Regions from separate parts of the Mus musculus genome. Here region 1 is linked to region 2. The links are chromatin contacts, called in public HiChIP or PLAC-seq maps. All regions are on one chromosome and are shown on one strand. The core of a region is the stretch at or near the end of the contact, and the rest is flanking DNA. Distances in the headings are between cores, read along the strand shown. Region 1 holds the start of Nkx2-9 (NK2 homeobox 9). Region 2 has its middle 13 kb from the start of Gm22296.

The links. HiChIP or PLAC-seq counts read pairs in DNA pulled down with a chosen protein or histone mark.
Region 1: an H3K4me3 HiChIP or PLAC-seq map of stem cell-derived neural progenitor cells shows a contact between it and region 2, with 4 times the contacts expected there. The contact joins the promoter of Nkx2-9 here to the enhancer-like site in region 2. A contact is called at or near these places in 4 of 39 promoter capture datasets (cranial neural crest, hippocampal neurons, pre-B cells and 1 more) and 1 of 115 datasets of contacts at active chromatin or transcription factors (stem cell-derived neural progenitor cells).

The regions. Positions count from the first base shown.
Region 1 is chr12:56,608,311-56,614,893 of GRCm38.p6, reverse strand. Nkx2-9 (NK2 homeobox 9) reads left to right here and starts at 1,610. Exons shown (of 2, transcript NM_008701.2): 1 at 1,610-1,982; 2 at 2,615-3,501. The coding sequence starts at 1,835. The coding sequence ends at 3,174. All of the region lies in intron 3 of Gm26973 (a long non-coding RNA gene), which reads right to left.
Region 2 is chr12:55,920,556-55,927,814 of GRCm38.p6, reverse strand. No RefSeq gene overlaps it. Among named protein-coding and RNA genes, the nearest start is that of Gm22296, 13 kb to the right of the region's middle. Within about 2 kb of position 1,319, at least 18 of the 459 cell types and tissues checked have an H3K27ac peak or open chromatin away from gene starts, as enhancers often do. A contact at or near this core is called in stem cell-derived neural progenitor cells, where this site is marked.

The sequences.
Region 1 (6,583 bases), core at 361-2,860, 690 kb before region 2:
AGAGTCGATCGATCTCCCAATCCCATTGAATCCCATTGAAAACCATGACAACACCGGACAAGCTCCGATTTATCCCAGGGAGCTAAAGCGCATTGTGAGCAGACATCAATCACGCATTATTCCGGACTGAACAAATGCAAAATCTTTGCTGGAACAAATGCTTCCAACAGGTCCGGGCGTCCCAGCTCCATTTCCCCTTTGTTTGTGGCCTAGCAGTTGGCCTGTAGTGGGCTAGCCTCCGCCCGACCACCCAGCGCGCGGTACCACCGGCCACTTTAGGCACGCTTGGTAGGACTGCAGCTGGGGGTGGACGCAGGCTGGGTGAGGCGGGAGGGGGGGTGAGGGTGGGGGCGCCACGCCCTTGTCAGGTTCGAATTCAGCCTCAGCAAAGCCCGGTTTTCAGATGCGGCTACCCAAATGTAGCTCTCATCCCTGAAATTTAGAAACCAGGTACCCAAATAACTAGCTGGATAGAAAAAGGCTTCTGAGACCGCACTCTAGCGCTAGACTGGAGCCAGAGGAAGACTAGAAAGGCCAACAGAATGTGCCTGCTGCTGCCGGATTCTGCCCTCTCCTACCTCCTTCACCCGCCTTCCACGTGGATCATTTTATCTGTGTTCCCTTGGTGACTAGAGGATCTGGGAGACATCTCCTGCCAGGCACATTTCTTTTGGGCAGGCCTGTTGCTAATTCTGCCTATCCGCCCATTCTATGTCAGACGGGGCAGCTGTGGTGTGGTCTGCTACACTGTGAGCAGTGAGTAATGCAGACCGCTCACTGTCCCTTCCTATGCTGCTAACTGGCACCGACTTGGGAGATGAAGGGCAGGGACGAAGCCCTAGTGACAATACCAAGGAAGCTTTGGTAGGCCACCCTAAAATCTGCTACCTCCCTTGGGTCCTCGAATGGAGGAGCTCAGCCAGAGTCCCAGACTCAGGGTCCATAGATGCCAGACCAGGATGGACATTTCGGGACCTGGATGTTGGCTGTTTTGTTGGCCTGAGGAGACAGACACAGGTCCCAAGCTCTCCCACAGGCTTCCAGACCTTTCAGACTGTGTGTGGTGAGTGTGTGTGTGTGTGTGTGTGTGTGTGTGTGTGTGTGTATGTAGGCTCCTGCAAAATCTGTGCCCTAGACATCTGGAAAGACCAGGCCATCCTCTGATATCTAAGGAATGCTACCAAAAAAAAAAAAAAAGTGCGCCAGTTTAACGTAGTTATAAATCACTTTCCAAATAATTATGAGAAACTACCATTCCAGCAGGGAAGCTCCGGGGAAAAACAAACAAGGAATAATAAAGTCGCTCCACCCTCCCCAGCTCTACCACCCAGCCCAGGCCCCACGTCAGCCTGAGAGGAGAAGGAAGCTGGGGCTCAGTTGGGAGGACCATGGTCACTGTTCGCCACCCAAGATGTTATTCACTGGTAACAATCCCCATTATCTGTCCCCACTTTGGTCTAATCAGACAATCGCTAATACCAGGCCAGCTTCCTGCGACCTCTGGGAGGTAGTCTTGCAGAGGGGGCGGGTGCCGGGCGGGGCGGAGCGGGAGGCGGGGGAAGGGGGGGCGGAGATGGCACCTTCCGGACTTGCCCCGGCTTCGCTCCAGCACTCATTCAGGTACTTAAAACCCTGGACACCCCGACTGCGGTTTTCAAAGCCCTCCGAGTAGCAAGGGCTGTTAATATAAATAGGGATTCCTCCCGCAAAGGTGCTGGCGTCTCAAGGCCAGCGCATGGCGAGCGCCTCGCACTTCCATCCTTAGGAGCGGCGTCCCCAGCTGTCCCTGGGTCCCTAGCCTACCCTGCCCCCCACCTTCTTCCCCTCCTCGGCCATGGCCACCTCTGGACGCCTCGGCTTCACGGTGCGCAGCCTCCTGAATTTACCTGAACAGGATGCGAAGCCTAGGGTGAGGCGCGAGCAACAGACGTGCGTTCCACAGACTGCTGCCTGGCTGGAGTCGGAGTGCAGCCACTACCTGTGTGAGTGAGCCAGGACTGCGGCCGGGGGTGGGGAGTGCGGAGGAGGGACCCAGCCAAGCCTCTGGGGTCAGGGATGGAGAGTGGAGATTCCCAACCCAGAATCAGGTTCCTTCGACCCTAGAGCAAGCGCGAAGCTCTGTGGTCCTCAAACAGACAGGTGGTGCGTCTGAGTCCACACATCCTGAGAGTAGATCTTGGTCCTGGACTGCTGAGGAAGGTAGTGGTTTTGGTGTCTGGCGATCCGAAAAGACCGGGATATTTAAAGATTTGAAACCTTCCTTTTGTGTCCCAGGGCTTTGCAAACTTCAAATCAGAGGTGGCCGGTATGGGTGACTCAGCTTGTGGGAAACTAGTCTGCCAGCTCAGTTACTGTTGCGATTCCTTTAAGAGGACCCCAGGGTGGGTTTCTCTGGGGCATCATCTCAGGTCTGCCGATTACTCTTGTAGTATGGTTGAGGTAAGAGTAGGGAACGTGGGTACCCAGAAGTGAATACAGCAAAGCAAATGGGTCGCAAAGCCCGGAGCAAGAGAATTGGGACTCCAGGTGGAGACGAGGGTGGGAGACAGGTCCCAGACACCCGTAGAGGCTGGCCTCTCACCAGGCGACGTCTGCTTTGCTTTGTGGTTCCCAGCCTCGGACGAGAGCGGCCTGGAGACAAGCCCTGCAGACTCGTCGCAGCTGGCTTCGCTCAGGCGGGAGTCCCCCGGCTCCGACCCGGAGAAGAGGAGGAAGCGGCGGGTGCTGTTCTCCAAGGCCCAGACCTTGGAGTTGGAGCGGCGCTTTCGGCAGCAGCGCTACCTGTCGGCGCCGGAGCGGGAACAGCTGGCTCGACTCCTGCGCCTCACGCCCACGCAGGTCAAGATCTGGTTCCAGAACCACCGCTACAAGCTGAAGCGAGGGCGAGCGCCTGGGATCACAGAGCCTTCGGATATGGCAGCATCATCTGATCTGCACGCCGCTCCCGGCCTGCTGCGCCGCGTAGTGGTACCCGTGCTGGTTCACGACCGGCCACCGAGCAACAACGGCAGAGGTGAGGGGACCTCTGCGGTGCCCCAGGACAAGTGCAGCGCACGCCTGGCCACTGCGTGTCCGGTGCCAGGCTACACCGCCTTCGGACCGGGCTCGGCGCTTGGCCTCTTCCCAGCCTACCAGCACTTAGCACCACCAGCTCTGGTCTCCTGGAACTGGTGAGGCTGCTGCGGAGTGCCTAAAGCCACCCTAGACTTGGGACATTGCTGTTTGGTCCGCCGCAGTAGAGCTACAGCCACACCAAAGTCAGGAGGTGACCCTTGCAGGAGCCCTTCTTGAGTCCTGGGTCCCTGGATTGCCCTAACCGGCAAACACACACACACACACACACACACACACACACACACACACACACACACACACAAGGGACTGTCTCCAAGACTCGGAATGGTTGCCCGGGCGCCAGTCCCAGAGCAAGATTTTATTTCTTGAGCATTATTTGTATATTTTAAAATAGCGACTTGTATGAAGCAACTTATTTTTAAAAAAGAAATAGAGTGTTTTCCCCTTGACTTGTTGCGCTAGATTATACTGTGGAGGGTTGGGTCGCTGGCGCTCCTACCACTAAAGGGATGGAAACTGGTTTCCCTTGGCTGGAGGTGGAAAGACCATTTACACTGAGACCCATCCCCGGTTTATACTGTAGGTCAGAATAAAGTCCCAACAAGACTTTGGGAGGAAAGGGAGTAGGAGAGGCAACGGAGGCGATCTGGGTAGCTCTGCAGAGTGAAGCTGGAGATTCTTTAGTCTCTGGCTCCAAGACTGAAAGCTTATCCTGCCCCTCGAGCAGGGTCCTGACTCAAGGCTGTTTCCAGGACTTGAGGATTGAGGAGCTTGGAAGCAAGGAACTTGGAACATACAGTTAATGCCATGAGCGCTTCAATGTGCTGTTTCCTGCCTCCTCTACCCGGCAGTGGTGGGACTGGAGAGGGAGGGCATTGAAGAAATAAAAAGGGCCACAGAATGACCTGCCCAGGGCACTGTTTCCAGGCTACCCTAGGGAAAGAGGGTAATGCTAGGATTGCTATGCTGGGGTGCGATCGGCTAGTAAGAGTCCAGTCAGCAGTGCACACACGGAATGATCTCCTTTCCATTCCAGGCCTTGGTTTGCCCCTGTTCTTTTCCTGGGTATATAGTGAGGGAGGAAATCCAGGGCAGGCAGTCGCTGTCTCTGAAGCTGTGACCTTATCTCTGGAAACCCATTTCAGAAAGAGGAGAGGAGAGAGGTGTCCAGTTGGTCCAGGAACAGGGACAAGGCCCCTGATGAGGTCTGAAGAGAAAGCATTAGGCTTGGTAAAGGTCCTCGATTTCTTGTCCAAAGAAGAAGAGGAGGAGGAGGAAGAGGAGGAGGAGAAGGCATCAAGGTTGTCACCTGGAATGGGGGTGTGTGGATGGTACATTTGGGTCTCAGCTGCCTGTCACCTTGTCTTCCATATGGATGTGGCTATCTCAGAAGAATCTCCATCCTTAAACCTCCTTTTGTGCTGGATACTGAAAAAGGCATTGTCAGGCCTAAAAAGGACCTAGACAAAATCCTCACTGTTTCAATTCAGAACTCTGTTTAATCAGTCCCTGGAGACAATGTAGTGGGTGTTAGGCAGGACAATAGTATCTTTTTAAACCTTGTGGCCTTCAGGAAGACAAAGGGCTTGAATTTTATGGGCTTACAACTTCAATTAGAATAGTGCCAATGTGCATGGGAGATTATCAAATTTGTATCATAAAACCCCTTTCTAACAAATGATTGGTAGGGAGGGAGCCCCAACATTGTAAGACATATACTGGGACCTGTAGGAGCTTCTCTGTTAGATTTGGCCGAGCAGATGTGAAAGAAAAAGAGGAAGGGATTTCTAAGGAAGGCCTGGGTTGGGATTTGTAGCTGGCTGTGAGCTTGGCTCTTCCATGCTCTTCCTGCATGAATGGGAGAAAGTTTAGAAGAGACCTATTCAGCAGATCTTGGACCCTGTGGAGTGGGAAGGGTCTATAAATGTGAAATCTGAAGAAAAAAGGGATGGGGTCTGTAGGGAGGCTGATTTAACAAGGGTGAGGGGAAAGTGTACTCACATCCAGATTCATCATGGTCCTAAATGGTGAGCCAAATTTGAGTCACAGCAGGATGGACCCAGTGAGCCAACTGTGCTCTGGACAGGAAGGGGACAGTGGCACCAGCAGGCATGATATACAAACTGTTAGTCTTTTATATTCTTTTGTCATTGGCCAGAAAGTCCTTTCTTCAGAAATAAAAGACCCCATGGAAAGAGAAAAATGCATCCACATCTCAAGGTTTCATTTTAGAGACTCGGGTTGACATCTATGCTCTTCTGTCCATACCTATGATCAAATAGAAAAGTGCTCATTTCCTCTGTGGCTCAAAAGCTGAATCCAAGTCTTTTCTGCCAACAGCTGTGAAGATAGTCAGGGGCTCCCTCTCCACAGGGTCTCCCTCCCCAGAGCAAGTGTCTGATCCTGCCATCCACCTTGGACATGACAGGATAGATTCACACTCAAAAAGCTTGCAGTGAAATTTGTTGTGTTTCCAGGTACATTCATAGCTGATCTCACAGAAACCTTACACACACATAAACACACACACACACACACACACACACACACACACACACACACACACACAGGGAGAGAGAGAGAGGGAGAGGGACAGGGAGAGGGAGAAAGAGGGGGGGCCTAGCGGATCTTGTTTTACAGACAAGAAACTGGCACAAAGTAATTATAAACCTCAAAGGATGTTACTATTGTCCTTAGTTTGCCTCATATTTAGCCACCCTCCAAGCTTCCCCTAAGTAGGACAGTTGTCACCTTGTATATTTTATGCAGCCATCATACATATGGACAGGCTGCAAGAGCAAGCTGGAAGCTCTCTACATAACTCAAGGCCACTCCTGAAGCTGCTCCCAGAACCCAGTGACTTGCTACCACTTATAACTATCCCCTGTGTGCCAGAGGACAGTCCAAGTATTTTTGCGTATAGTATAATGATTCATAGCTGATCTCACAGAAACGTTACACACACATACACACATATACACGCAGAAAGAGAGAGAGAGAGAGAGAGAGAGATAGTACTGCCAACCTCACGTTCATACTTAAGAGCCTTAAGGTCAATGAGATTGTAAGTAGTTAATCTAGGGTAAGTGGTAGACTGAGAACTTTAGATAGTGTGTGTGTGTGTGTGTGTGTGTGTGTGTGTGTGTGTGTGTGTGTGATGGGCCAGAGGTTAATGTTGGGTGTCTTACTCAATTGTTTTCTATATGAGTTTATAAGACAGGGTCTCTTCCTGAACATGGAACTCCCTGACTCAGCTAGTCTGGATGGCAGGCGATCCCCAGGAATCCCCCCTGCCACTACTCTTTCATAACAAGTGACTTAACTGAGCCATCTCACAGGAGCCTTTAATCACATGGTGGTAATTATTTTTGCAATCTTTTTGTGCTAGGATTTTCATTCAACAGCCTTGGTTCCCTTCCCACAGATGTTTCCTTAAAGACAAGTTCTTCAGCATCGTTCTGTCTCTGTCTGTTTTGTCTCCACCAACCCCAGCTCCCAAACCTCCGGC
Region 2 (7,259 bases), core at 70-2,569:
CACTGATCACATTTAAGGCATCAATACAAACACATAATGAGCATTCTCCCATGTATTCTGAGATTGTTATTGTAGTTGTTGTTGTTACAAACAAGTGCTCTTTACATGGAAAGAATTATATATATATATATTTTAACCTTTCTTCCTTTTGGCTCTAAACCAGAATTAGTTGGGCTTTGTGTCAATTCTAGTCTTAAGAGGCAAATCCTTTCATTGAAAGAAAATCTTGCTCTGAGTATCCCACGCTCAGCTGCTGGATAAAAAGAACTCCCTGGAAAATATATGCAAAGACAGTATTTTAGTTCAATGCAGCTGATTCCAGATATGCACGTGGGTGGATTGATCTCCCGGGCAGCAGTATTCCATGGATCTATTCTTTCATGAAATAATTTCCCTCCTGCTTCCTAAGCTTCCAAATAAACATCTAGTTTTATTTTCTTCCTTCAACAAATGACATTTACATAGAGGAATCACTTTTTACCAAGGTATTCAGACAGTATGATTTTTAAAAGCCAAGTATCAGCTGAAGCCTTTGTATACAGATTTTTGTCTTTAAGAAAGAAAAAGCCAACTGTGCCAAGATTCCTAGCAAGCCCATTACCTAGTAGACACCCTGGAGGCTTGTCTGTACCCCAAAGCTTACCAAGCTGTAGTTGCCATCTTCCTGGATGGCCTTTGAAGTTGTAATGTGCTTGCACTTCAAAGCGATACCAAGACAATAATAGGGATGTAGAGAGTGGTCCTATTGACCAATCCAGGAAATGTTAGGCATATGTTATGAGCCTAAATGGTTTTCTGTTTCACCATCAAAATCTTCTATGACCAAAAGATTAAAACTAGGCAGAGTGCATGGTATTCATTAATATGGTCATTAATGAGCGCCATGTAGCAAGTATCAATGAAATCTCTATGCTTTCTAATGAACATGGCAGAAGCAAACAGCTGCCCCTTAATGTGATTGCTTCAAGGCTGTTCTCCTCTCCCTATATTGTGTCTTCCTTAGGACCATTTACCATGTCAAATGAGCCTTCTGTCTCCCCAGGTTCCACGGACAGGAGTTGAATAGTCTCTGAGCTATGTACTAAATCAGCAGTTTTAATTAAAATGTATATGCTCTCAAGAAACAATAAATTGACTTCATACTTTAGTACAATTTTCTATATTAAAAGGTCTGATAAAGTCTTCAACTTAAAAAGTAATCAGTAACCAAGACCCAAACCTAAAAGAAAGCCTGAAATAGCACTTAAGGAAACTGTGCAGAGCCCACCAGACCTAAGTAAATACTTTGCTTCTGTTTTCCAGTCCCTTTTTGTTTGGTTACCATGACAACCTGTTTGTGTGGGGGTAACTTGGAATGTATAAGAATTTGCTGCAGTTGAATGCCTTGTCCTATTGACCAGTATGATAGGCAATAGTGAAACTAGACAGAAATAAAAGAGGGGGGAGGGCACTGATGGTGTGGGCAAAACCAAAATGTTATTTGGGAACCATAAATTAATAACTAATAATAACAACAACAACAACAACAACAACAACAAAGTTCATTACCTTTCCCAAGTATTTTCAGAGTTGCTGTGAAGGAGGCTTCCAAGTCTTCTGGGCAGTGATTACCTCCGATGTTCCATGGCCTGTGGATTCTCACTTTCTTAACCTTCTTTAGTTATAAGGCATAGATGGCACTTCACTTTGCGTTCATTATTCTGCTTCTGATGAGTCATGTGCTTTTATGAACCTGCCAGAATCCTTCACAGCAGGAACAGCATCCTGATACCAAGGCAGTGCAGTAGAGCAGACAAACTCTGGAATGAGAGTTAGGTGCAAGATCGTAGTCTTGATTCAGGAACTGATCAGTTGTGCAGCATTTCAAGAAGTCTCATTATTAACACACTAAGGTTTGGTTATTGTATTATAAGATTAATGCACTTTTAAAGGTTTTATAGTTAAGCAGAAAATGACAGCATGCAACTGTGATTCCAGTACTCAAGAGACTGAGGCAGGAGGACTACAAACTCAAGGCTAGTCTGGACTGTGTAGTGAGTCCCTGTCTCCAAACAAGTACACAGAGAGAGACAGAGACAGAGACAGAGACAGAGACAGAGACAGAGACAGAGACAGAGACAGAGACAGACAGAGAGAGACAGAGGCAGAGTGACAGAAAGGCAGAGAGACAGAGAGACAGAGAATGTTATAATTAATTGTGTTATCTGTAGTATTGAACCTACATGTGTTTATTATCATATCCTGAGTTCAACTGTTTATTTTAAATTCTGTCTCAGTCAATATTAATAAATGGATGATTAAGATGACGCTGATACTCAGGAGACATTATCACTTTGATGTAGGCTATCAAACTGTACATTTTAAAACCCTGATTGGACTGGCTGACAATAGACAGCTTCTAAGATAAACAGAAGAGACAAAGTAGATAGATGTTTGTAGTTACACTGACAAAGAGAAGAAATAAGAACATCAGTATACGCTTAAAACCCTGCTTTAGCCACATCACAGGAGAGTAAGCAGGGCAGCCTTACTATAGAGTCTCACCTAGACACAAACTCAGGATCACAGAGAAGCTGTTTGCTTGACATATCCTCACTGCTTCTCTTTAAGGCAGCATCTATTAAAGTTTAGTTCGATTGCTAGAGGTACCCATGGGTTCAAATCTCAGCCATTGTTTACACTTCAGAGATAATCTAACTTCTTCTCTACTCACAGTAACCACAAGGGCTTTAAGCCTGTCAGCAGCCTGCTGGAGGTGGCTAGCCATGGAAGCTGTTTCAGCAACTCCAAGAGTAAGACGCACCAAACTCCAAAGCCACCCATCCATGATCAGGCAGCTTTAATTGTTAGGTAATTCTTACATACACTAACACCAAATTATTCTTGTAGGTTATTGTATACCATAGCCCCAGGCTAGAATCTCTCTCTCTCTCTCTCTCTCTCTCTCTCTCTCTCTCTCTCTCTCTGCATGTCAATTCTTTGAGTTCAAAAGTCACCCAAACTAAACACTATTCTTTTCTCTGACTTGTATAGAGTTACCTTCATAATTAATTCCATCGGCATGCTTACCTCCTGATTAGGGTTATATGCTGGAGAGGCAATGATTAGGCAAACATTTTATTGATTCTTTGTGAATTTCACTTCATGCACCTCAATCCCATTCATCCCTCTGTCCTTTCACACTTGCAACCACCCCCCAAAGAGATCAACAACAACAACAACAAAGGGAGGGAAATAACATTAAAAACGACAACATCTATTTACCCCCTCTGTGAACCGCTGGAGCCTATGAAAGACCTGATCCTGCAGAACTAAGGCTACAGGATCTCCATGACACAGGACAAAAAAATAGGATATTGGAGAGTCACTGGTGAGGATCTGGTATTGATAGATAGACATTTGTGATTTATTTTTTGTTAAGAAGCCAGTGGTCTACAGAAGGAGCCAAGAGCGTCCGCAAATATGTTCAAAATAAAGGCAGGTAGTCTATTGGTCTCGAAACTGAGGTGTACAAATCATAGATAGTGCACAATCCATTTGGACAAGCTATTAGAACTGATACTTTTTGTTTTTTGTTTTTGTTTTTAAATGATACAGGAAGACTATTATGTTCCACTAACATTTCATTTGCATCTGTCACTGGTAACCTCAACAGATGTGAGTGCCAAACTGTTACGTGCCATATGTAGTAACCAAAGCATCCTACCAGAAAAGCCGAGGCCCAGTCAGTTCCCCATCAAGCCCATCCTTCCTCATTACCATCATAGCAGGCTGCTTTTAGAGTGCCCATGGATTGTATTACTTAAAACACGTTTCTAAAATGGACAAGCCACTGTAAACGATCTATCCAGAGAAACGCCAAGCTGATGACAGTGCAAAGGTGAGTCCAGCAGGAGAGAGGAGGGAGGCAGGGGTGACCTTCTTACTGTTCACCATACATCTCTACCCCATAAAAGTGATAACACTGCCATCGGTCAAGCAAGTGACCACAATTATAGCTATGAAGGGGACTGCTTCAAACACAGGTCAGCAATGAAGACCTTACAAACCTTAACTGAAATTGATAAAAATTCAGAAATTTCTTTCCCGTGATTTTTTTTCTTGATAGTGAACGGGTACTATTGCTTTGACCAAAAGCAACTTGGCTTTTACTTCCAAGTCATAATCCATCACTGAAGAGCATCCTAGGACAGAACCTTACTGAAACGTGGGACATAGGCTATGGGTAGGACACGTATGAACTCACGTGTGATTTATGGGACTGGCTTTTAAAAAAGAAAACTCCTTAGTGAAGTAGGAAGCTACCTTAAAATCGTATTATCATTCAAGGGTTGTGGTTGGAGCCCCCATGGTAGAGCACTTGCCTAGAGTGAGGCCCTTCGTTCGATTTTCAACACTTCCAGAATTTAAAAAAAAAAAAGTATTTGTTCCTCAAAAATTGCCGCTCATCTCACAACAAGGAACTTTAAAATTACTTTCAAAATGTAAAATGAGTTGTATTTTTTACATACAAATAGTCAAAATTTGTTTACATAGTTTATGATTACAATAGGTTATCAGATTTCTCTCCCACACACACACCAATTGTGTGTGTGTGTGTGTGTGTGTGTCTGTGTGTGTGTGTGTGTGTGTGTGTGTGTGTGGTGATGTGATGTGCAGTATAGGCAGATTAATGAGCATGTGTTCAAGGATATATGAGGGTGTCTTTAGGTATCTTCCTCAGTCTTTCTCCATCTTGGTTTCTGAGGCAGGGTCTCTCTCCCTGAACCAGAGCTCATGGATTCAGCTAACCTAACTGCCCAATAAGCCCCAGGGCCCCACTCCTCTTCACCTTTCCTGTACTAGGGTTACAGGTGCACAACATATATGGCCTATGCATGTGTGCATGCTGGTGGTCCAAACTCAGGTTCTCATGCTTGTGTGGCAAACACTCTACTGACTGAGCCATCTCCCCAGGGCACCCGAAAAACAAATAAAGAACAAACATATTTGATCTGTTTGTTGTTTTTGTTTTGTTTTGTTTTTGGATTTGTTTGTTTGTTTGTTTTTCAGAATAAAAGTACAGTTTGACCAAATGAGCAGTCAATTACTTTTGTTCATTTAAATTTGTGTTGGTTCTCCACTCCCTCTCCCAATCCCCATTACTCTGCTGGTCCCGATCTCTCTCCAGTGGCCCTTATTCTAATTTCATGGCGCACATACTACATTTCCACTTAGACCCTTCTTTTCCCTCTCTCAGTCAGTCCCCTTTCTTGTTTCACGACCTATACCATGAGAGGGAGAGAGGGATGAAGGGGTGGGGGGAAGAGAGAGAGAGAGAGAGAGAGCATGTATTATGAAAAGTAAAGATGCTTATAAAAATTACAATCTAGAATCCACATATGAGAAACCATGTGGAATTTGTTTGTTCTTCTGGGTCTGGAGCTCTTCATTTAAAAGAACACTTTCCAGTTCTATCAGAAGACAGTCCGCGAATGGAGTCGGGTGAGGATTCTGAGTGTTTGTGAAAGAACTACACAAAAACAAGACAAGATCCTTGTGACCTCGGTTTCTTCAAAAACAAAATTTTCGGGGGAATATGCTTTGCACTCCTCCCAGGTGAGCAGATAGGAGTGAGTTCACTTTATTCACTACAGATGACTATTGATTGTTGGTACGCCTCTATGGGAAAAACAAACAAACAAACAAAAGCGTATTTTCACCACATGTAGCTTGTCCTTGGGATTGACACTTAATCCTCAAAGAATAAATTGATGCTCCGAATAAAGTTGGCTATTGCACGAGACTTTCATTTTTAGGGCCCTGCTCTCCCAGGTTCATGCCACCAACTAGAGCAGTAAGCAAGTACTACCAGGAGGCAGGAGCCTAAAGCCAGCTGTGACATAAGAGAGTGAGGGCTGAGCATGCTGGGCAGAGACCAGGGAAAGCTGGGGCACCGTGGGGAAAGGGAATTTGTTTACCTGTCCTTCTCCAGCCTCAGGAGCTGCACTCGGGATTTCCAGTGCAATTTCAGCAAAATCAAAATGTTTATCTAATTAGGCACTCACCAATCTATGAAAAACTCTAGAAGGAAAGACGACATTGGACAGTCCTTGTATATTATCTCAAGAGGCAAAGGAAGAACTACTTGAATCTAGAAGAAAAAAAAGACATCTGTGTATCCTTGTGGATCTGTCACAGCCTTTAAACTTATTTTCCTCACTAAAGTATCTCCCATGGATATTATAGCACAAGAAGATAAAGCTTTGGAATGGATCTATTTACACCATACCTTACTCTTCTTGCTCAATCAGTTAATAAGGGGAGGGCCTGAAGTCAACAGTTATATGGGTTTGGTCCTTGCTGTATTATACTAACCCTAATCAACAATTTGTTTTTCAAGAGTGGTACAGAACTCTGGATTTTTGTTTTGTTTTATTTTGGTTTGACTTGGTTTGGGGTTTTTGTTGTTGTTGTTGTTGTTGTTGTTGTTGTTGTTGTTGTTGTTGCTGTTGTTGTTTGTCTGGTTGGTTGGTTTGGGGGTTTGGTATTTCAAGGCAAGATCTCTCTGTGTGTAGGCTTGGCTGTCCTGAAATGTGATCTGTAGATCAAGCTGACCTTAAACTCCCAGAGATCTGCCTGCTGAGTGTTGGAATTAAAGACTGTACCACCACCCCTGGATGGGTTTTCAAATTTCTTTTTTGGGTTACTATGGAAAAATAGGAAATCATTATTCATCTGGTAAACTATGGGGTTTTTCTCATACAAACTGAATTTGTAATTGTAAAACTTATCCAACCTTCTCCCATTCCATAGCAGACACTCATTTTATCGATGGTTTATCTAAGAGTTTAAGAGGGATTCATGGTCCAGATAGTAATCAATCTATTAGTCCTTTTTTTTTCTTTAGTCCAACATGTGTCTATTTTGATTCATCTATTTTGGTTAATCCATAAACCCTTCAATATTGTTTCAGTTTCTACTTATGCTGTAGAATTATTTCCAGCAATAGACTTATACTTGTTCAAACTCTAACCTCCCTGGTTTTATTGCAGAAGGAAATAAGCAAGCTGACATATTAACCTGCTCTATTTTTACTTCTCAAAAAAAATGGCAAGGGGTCTGCCTCTGTCACTGCAGATGAATCCACTGAAATGTTATAGATTTCTCTTCAGCCCCTCCAGCCCCAGACCTTCAAAGATGATGGGCAGAGTGAGGAAACACTGAGAGATAGCAAACCTGCAGTGAAAGGAAAGGAGATGGGGACCACATCAGCAGGA